2 separate regions of the Mus musculus genome follow, and region 1 is linked to region 2. Evidence: chromatin contacts called from public Hi-C data. All regions are on one chromosome and are shown on one strand. Each heading gives the region's core, a stretch centred on a gene start, on an enhancer-like site or on the middle of the called end of the contact. The rest is flanking DNA. Distances are from core to core; before and after follow the strand shown.

The links. A called contact is a pair of places that touch in the nucleus more often than the background predicts.
Region 1: a contact with region 2 is called in a Hi-C map of bone marrow-derived macrophages, with 23 read pairs. The contact joins two enhancer-like sites. A contact is called at or near these places in 2 of 484 Hi-C or Micro-C datasets (bone marrow-derived macrophages and nephron progenitors) and 1 of 115 datasets of contacts at active chromatin or transcription factors (regulatory T cells).

The regions. Positions count from the first base shown.
Region 1 is chr8:128,334,861-128,338,656 of GRCm38.p6, forward strand. All of the region lies in intron 1 of A930035F09Rik (a long non-coding RNA gene), which reads right to left. Among named protein-coding and RNA genes, the nearest start is that of A930035F09Rik, 21 kb to the right of the region's middle. Within about 2 kb of position 1,346, at least 14 of the 459 cell types and tissues checked have an H3K27ac peak or open chromatin away from gene starts, as enhancers often do. A contact at or near this core is called in bone marrow-derived macrophages, where this site is marked.
Region 2 is chr8:127,812,472-127,816,256 of GRCm38.p6, forward strand. No RefSeq gene overlaps it. Among named protein-coding and RNA genes, the nearest start is that of Gm32590, 8.6 kb to the left of the region's middle. Within about 2 kb of position 2,495, at least 47 of the 459 cell types and tissues checked have an H3K27ac peak or open chromatin away from gene starts, as enhancers often do. A contact at or near this core is called in bone marrow-derived macrophages, where this site is marked.

The DNA of each region.
Region 1 (3,796 bases), core at 96-2,595, 520 kb after region 2:
TAGAGATGGCTCAGTGGTAAAGTTGCTGTTCTGCATATATGAGAGCACTGGGTTCCATTTCCAGGACCAGAGAAAGGGGTGGGTAGAAGAGTACATTTCAAGAATGTTATTATTCTGAAAGTGTAAGAAAAGCATATATGTAATTATGTCAGACCCATATGCTCATTAACATTGCAAATGAATTCTTGACAAAGAATTGTAGGTAAGAGCAAGTACAGGCAGAAATGTGTGTGTATATACGTCCAGCTCTCTGAGCATTCGGGTAGAAGTAATGGGAGCAAAGAGAAGAAATGAGTAGCATTCCCAGTTTTAAGGCTCATAAAGCTCTACCCTGGAGAATCAAATTTAATTAGTTCTGAAAACAATGCTGCCAGGTAAAGGAGGTAGCTTAGTCAGTAGACACTTGCCTTCCAAGTATGAGGACCTGAGTTTGATTCCAAGAGCCCATGTTAAACTCGATGACAACAAAGGCAAAACATAATGGGCATGCTTGTAATCCCAGCCAGGCTCCTGAGTGGTTGCTAGCCACCTAGCCTAGACTACTAGATGGACACCAGGCCATTGGGAGTCCTAGTCTCAAAAATTAAGATGGACAGTGCCGGAAGAAAGACACTCAATGCTTATTTCTGCATTGAGATTTCTCTCTCTCTCTCTCTCTCTCTCTCTCTCTCTCTCTCTCTCTCTCTCTCACACACACACACACACACAAACGCATGCATACACACACAGACAGAGATCATGAGAATTTCGAATAAGGAAATAATATTATATTTCTATAGCTTATCCATACAGCTAAGCCACTTCAAGCTGAGTTGTTAACTACGTCAATGGCTGGAGGGTAATATCAAGTTAATTTGAATCTCTGTCCTAGTTTTCACTGAATTCCAGGACCTGAACTCTACCGATGAGCCAGACACTCAGACTCTGAACTTCATTATGCTCATATGGAAGTGGGGTAATAATAGTAACCCTATAAATGCCCTGTGAGGATTGAAGGAGAGAACATAGAAACCACATCGAGAAATAAGCAGCACTAAGTAGATGTTCGTCATAAAACCACCCTCCTCCCGGCCTTCCATCCTTCCAATGATCAAAGTGATCCGATCAGAAAGAAAAAGCCCCCCAGGTAACCTTTCCCATTATTTCTTTGTGCCATTTAACAAACGTATATACAATCTCTTGGTTGGCCCTAGGAGACAAAGATGAATAAGAAAAGGCTTCAATGCTCAAGGATCTGCAGACTCATACAGGAAGCGAAACCATGCCAGTCACCAGAACATCAAGGAAAGAGAAAGGCAGAGCAGGGAGGGGCAGATCCCAGCTGGCAGTTATGGGAAGATAGTGTGGAATCTCTGAAGGATGAGCGTGGGATGTGAGCAAGCCTGGAGGTACATATGCTGATCTCCTGAGAGAAGAGGGAAACACAGTATAATTCCAGAAGGAATGTGAATGCAGATTATTAAGGAATATATTTATCCTATGGTGGGTGTGAGTGGTTCCCTATAGCAAGAAACAACCACTGATAGAGCTCAAGTCAAATTGCTTTTTTTTTTTTTTGACTAGATAATATGTTAGGTGGGTGGTGAAAATGGAGGAGAGGGGAGGACAAGAGAACCAGAAGATCTACAGAAGCCTCCATGTCCCTAACTCCCATGTAATTCTGGGGGAAATGGAATGAAATGAAGAGCTCAAGAGGAAAAGCAGAGGCAATGGGTGTGCAGAGACCCTGGGATTTGAACTGTATGTGGGCCTCTGAGATGAAAATATGGAGCTGAAGTTCAGTCAGTTATTACAATGGATTCAAGGGACCAGAGTGTGACTGATGGTAATGCCCAGGACTCAAGGCTGGACTCAATTAGCAATCTGAGGTGTTTAGGAAAGCCACCTCAAGTGGGATTATAGGATCAAAGTGCAGGGCACAGTGTGGAAAGAGAAAAGATGTATCAGTATAATTAAATAGGCAGAGGCAGAATATCAGCAGAGGCCAGGAAAAGACCAGCTATATGTGTGAACGTATACACACACACACACACACACACACACACACACACACACACACATACACACACACACATCATCATCATGAGAGGTCGAACAGAAAGGTCAAACATATGTAGGCAAAATAAATAATAAAATCATAACCCACTATATCCATTCTATAGCCACTTAATTAAGCAAGATACAATACTTTTCTGGCTTCTTGTTGATGAGTTTTGTTTTTGGGTTTTCTCTATTTTTTGTTATTTATCTACTTCAGGCAGAAAAATATTCCTGGAAAGAATGTTGCTCAATTATTCTGACATGATTTCAAAGGCACTGTTCAGTTTACCACTGTTCATTTTGTAACACAGCCCATTCTACTTAATGGCACAGATAGAATTCCCTGAAGCTCTAGAGTATGCTACCATGACCCCAAGGAGTCAGTGCTAACCTTTTCTTTGTCATTTGTGGTCCTTCTTATGAACACTACAGTCTTGTTGTTCATGCACAGGGGTGTTTTTCATCTATCCTCTGTTACCAGTCAGATCTTAAGCACTTATGCCTCAAGTGGTTTGTTGACACTTGACACAATTCCTTCTACTCTAAGTCAGAAGCAAGAAGCTCTGCTGTGCCAATCCTCATTCACCCTCAGCAAAGGCTAATCTGGAAGGCTAGAGAGATGGCTCAATGGTTAAAAGCACTGCTTTCTCTTCCAGGGGATCTAGGTTTAGTTTCCAGCACCCACATGGCAGCTCAAAACCATCTGTAACTCCAGTTCGGGGAGACCTTTTTCATCTCCACAGGCGCACATATGGTAATCACAGACACAGAAGGGAGCCAAATACTAATACCCATTTTAAAAAATAACTTTTTAAAAGTCTCATCTGGAGATCCTTTCCTACATGGTGTTCTCTGTCTTTCAATGGCCTTTTGAGAGATAGACTTTAGTGTCTATAGGTTTAAAGGCATGCAAATTTGGACTTTCCAAGTCACCTTGGAAGTATCTCTGGACTTAGGTTTCTCATTGGTAAATTAAATGAATTTTACAGTTTTTATGTGCTCAAATCAGTTGATCCTATCTCCACTACACATGAATAGCTAAGGAGATGACAGTATGTAAAACAGAAGTGAATACTTGTCCACATGTGCACATCCACACAGAACTTTCCAGCAAGGAAAAATTGGGCATGTTCTTAAAAGATGAGCACTGAGTGCTGATTTAGGTTTGAGCATTGGCAGATGCAGAGTATGGTTTCTATCATGGGAGAACTCAAGCTTTTCACAAAACTGGAAGCTGAAGTTGAGAACAAAGCTGAGGCTTGGAAAAATGCTATCAGTGGAAGTGATCTGAGTTTAGTCTGCAGGTCTCCAACTCTCAGGGCTTGGTTACACTGTTACACTGTTATACCATTACACTGTTACACTGTTACACACTCAGCAGCTTCGTGAGACACAGGGTCTTCTCTGGACTTTGTATGTTGCAGCTGGAGCTTGGAAGGTTTTTGTAGTTCTCTTTTCTTCCTAAATTCGCTTTTCCCTGGGGATCAGTTTTCCTTTTTGCTGCTTCCATTTCAACCGAAGGTTTTTTCCTCCAATGTGAGATGATTAGCAATTAGCCCTTCACACTTAGGCAGAGACTGGAAGGCTATTTATCTGTCTGCTTTTCACACTGGGAAGCAGGGCCTTTGAGGATTAGTGCCATGTTTTGCTCATGTCTTTGGGTGAAACTTTCTTGCAAACATGAATTATTTAGAACATGGCCGAGGCACCCCCCCCCACTCACTCTTAATCACATTAAGTAAGGATAACATTAAAA
Region 2 (3,785 bases), core at 1,245-3,744:
ACCCCTCAAACAAACAAAAAATGGTGTCACTTGTATAAAAATGGATACAACTGAAGATTATCATAGTAAGCACACTAAATCATGCTCAGACACATACTTTATTATCTCTCACTTGTGGTACTAAATTTTATGTAGATGCATAAAATCATGTATGAGTATGACAGGAAAGTAAAGCAATAGTATCTAGGGTAACTAAGGGCACTAAGAGAAAGATGGGGAGAAGGAGAAAACAAGTAAGAGAAGTGGGGGCACATGGTAAAAATGTATATCCTAAACATGCATAGAAATGCCCCCATGAAACCAAGTAACATGTACACTGAGTATATGCTAATGAAAATAAAGTTAGATTCACTCCCCACTACAAGCTGTCCCTTTAATGTCTCAACTGCCAATGCCAACATGGCACTGTCTTTTCTAGTTCATTTTATTATTAGTTACAGAACCTGAATGATTTAGAGGAGCAGGGCAGTGAGGGCTTAAAAATGGGGAACATTTAATGATGTACCCATGAAAATCTTCTATAAAACTCATTATGTTACCAACTAAGTCAACTTTTAAAACTCTTAAATAACATATGCCTCTCAAATGGGGCAAGTCTATCACCTAGTTCAAGAACTGCATGGGCTTCTTTGTGCAGATTAAAGACTCCTGAGCATTCCACTGTTCATGTTTGGATGCATGTTGTTATCTCTGTTCAGCTCATGCTTAGGCAGTCTTCTAGGAGACACAATCTCTCAGCAAACTCTCTGCCCCTCTGGGTCTTACAGTCTTTTTGCATATTCTTCTAGAATAATCCCTGAGCCTTAGGCATGGGAGTTGTTTTGTGGATGTATCACTTGCAGCTTGGATCTACAACTCTGCATCTTGATTGGTTACAGTTCTCTCTAATGATCTCTGTCTACGCAGAGAACTGCAAGCAACTAAGTGAGAAGAGGAGAAATAGTCTTCCCCATTAGAGCATCTAACACCAAACGGTCAGTCCTGAAAACTTACATACAAGTAGCAAATAGTCTGAAAAGGATACACTTATGTATTTATGTGTATATACATATGTAACAACAATTGATGAAAAAGAGAGTCCATGAATTTGGCAAAGAGCAAGAAGAGGTATGTAGGGTTTGGTGGGAGGAAAGGGAAGTGAGAAATTACGTAATTATATTATAATCTCAAAAAAAAGAAATCATCTTAAAAATTTAATCTAAAAAAAATCACCTTCAATATTTTACATGGTTGTCATGGTGACCGTTTTGACAGACACAGGATCATGGTTCCTTATGTGGCCTGGGATTTGTGTCCAGGTCTTGGTGGATGGGGACAACTGCCGAACAGTCTTTTTCTGCTCTGAGATCCTGAAGGATGCTATGCTTGTCACCTCTGCTTGCTGCCGTGCTCCTGGCTACTCTACTTCTGCTAAGCTTTCTGGTGGAATGGGTATCTGTACCCGTGGGCCTTCAGATGGAAAGTTCATTAGCAAAATACAGAAAGCAAATAGAAGATCTGGCAGTTTCCTTAGCAGGAATCCCTGGGGTGTACACTGGTGAGCACCTGGGTTTTCAGAAGTGAAGGGTGGGCTGTGGGGATGATGCTCAGTCTCTGGGGCTACAGGCTGATTCCTGTCCTTTTTTCCCAACCTCCTCGAGATCCTCCTTATTATTCTACAGTGTACTTCTAAATATTTTTGTTTTTTTGAGAGTCTTAGGCATTTACCTTCCAAAAGACAATTTTGAATAAGGTCAAAGGGATATCTGCTGTCCCCACTTAGAATATACAAATTAAAGAATTTATTTCCCAGGAGCTGGCTTTAATTATTAGTCATATGGAGGACTTGGGGATCCTGACTTGGGAATCAGGATATTACGTCGTCACGCTAGAAGACTGTTTTGAACCTTCACAGACTGATCCAATTAATTGCTCCTTCCCACTTCTTGCTGCCTTTGTGAGCCATTAGTCCCTCTTTTGAACTCCACTTCCTGCTCACCACTCAACCTTCACAATCCCACACAGATACTCTTTTTTTTTTTTTTCCCTCCCCTTTATCTTGGTCTCTGTTTTGGTTTAGCTGTCTTTCCAATCCTCTGAATGAAGACTTGACTTGCACATAAGGGTGTCACCTGTGAACTGTACTTCTTGGTGGAGGATGGAGGGGACTGGGATTCATCATTCACTGAGGCCCCAGTGTGAAGTTTCTAGGGCCATGATTAGTTCACTTGACAATTAGAGCTGTCATCTTGGTACAGTGGCTCGTAGTTGAGCCTACCAGCTCTTCTGCATCTGTGGAGTCATGATCAGCCCTGTTTATCTCTTTTACAAAACTTGGACAGGGAAACTCAGCAACCTGGGTTTTGCCCTGACCTCACATGAGCTGGAATAATGCTGGTGGTTTGTACTGAGAAGGAGGTAAGGTAATCTCACACAAGCCAAGTTGTAGGGAAGAGACAGCGATGTATTCTTTCGAGGTTACACCCCCAATGACCTACTTCCTGAAACTTGCTCCACCCCCTGTGCCTTCTATCCCCTCTCACGAGTTCATTCAACTATGAATGCACCAGAAGATGAAGAGGAAGCTGAAACTAGCTTCCTCATGATGTAGCCACAGCCTGAAAGCCGAAGGTCTCAACAGGGTACTGAGGACCAAACCTTCAATGAAATGAGTCTGTGGGGGGATACTTCATATTAAAACTGTAAGGAGCAGAGAATGATGAAGAGAAAGACATAGTTTGTGGATCGTGTATTAATATATGAGTTTCAGAGAATTAATGCTTGTTCTCAAAATATACCTAAGCATCTGAGGAAACCGAACAAAACTGAGAGAGGTGAAGGAAGAAAGGATGCTTCTAAAGATAGATGCATCGCTTCCCCTGCCTCCTCCCCCTCTCCCTCTTCCTCCTCCATTTCTTATGAGTGCAGGGATCACAAGCCTGTGCTACTACACTCGGCCAAATGGGGTTTTATTTCTCTCTTTTTTTTCTCTTCTCAAAATAGCTTCCTTTGATTTTTTTTCAATCAGTATATGTTCATTATATAAAATAATGTGTCTCATTTTGGCTCGTTCATGTGCGTATGCTATGCACTTTGATCATACCCACCACCATCCTCATTTCCCCCTCCCCTTTCCACTGAACACTTCCTCTTGCCAAATAACTTCATTTCTACTTTCTTAAAAACCTAGCCTCTGATAGGAAGAAAGGCGTGTCATACTTGTCTTTCCAAGTCTGCCTTATTTTTTATATTATCGTTATATCCAGTTCCATCCATTTTCTTAATAATATTATTTTATTCTTTGAGGCTAAATAAAAGTATTGTATACATGCACCACATTTTCTCTTGTCAGTCACTTCTTGATGGACAAGAAGTCAGAGGTGTCAAATTGATGGGACAGAGGCCTATAGCATGATTGTGCTCAGAGTAACCTTTGTGTTCCTTTCTTCTTCATTATCCTATCCCTGGTCTACTCGACCTTGCAATCATGATGCTTTCTATCTGCTCCAACAGCCCCACCCTGCAAGAGCTTTATACTTGTGCAGCCATAGCCTGCTATAGCTCTGGTGTCTCCCAGTCCAAGATACCTGCACATGTGTGTTTCTCTATGTCACAGTAATTTGGATGTGCTGGTATACATGTGTTGCATATGTGTGTGGAGGCTAGAAATCAACCTCAGATGTTGTTCTTATTCTGGTGATATTCACAAAAGCTCCTGGAAGGAACGTGAATGGTGTGGTTGGAGTCAGGAAGGACAGACCAAGGTTGCTGGGGTGTGCTTTAGCTCACACTCAACACCTGCTCAG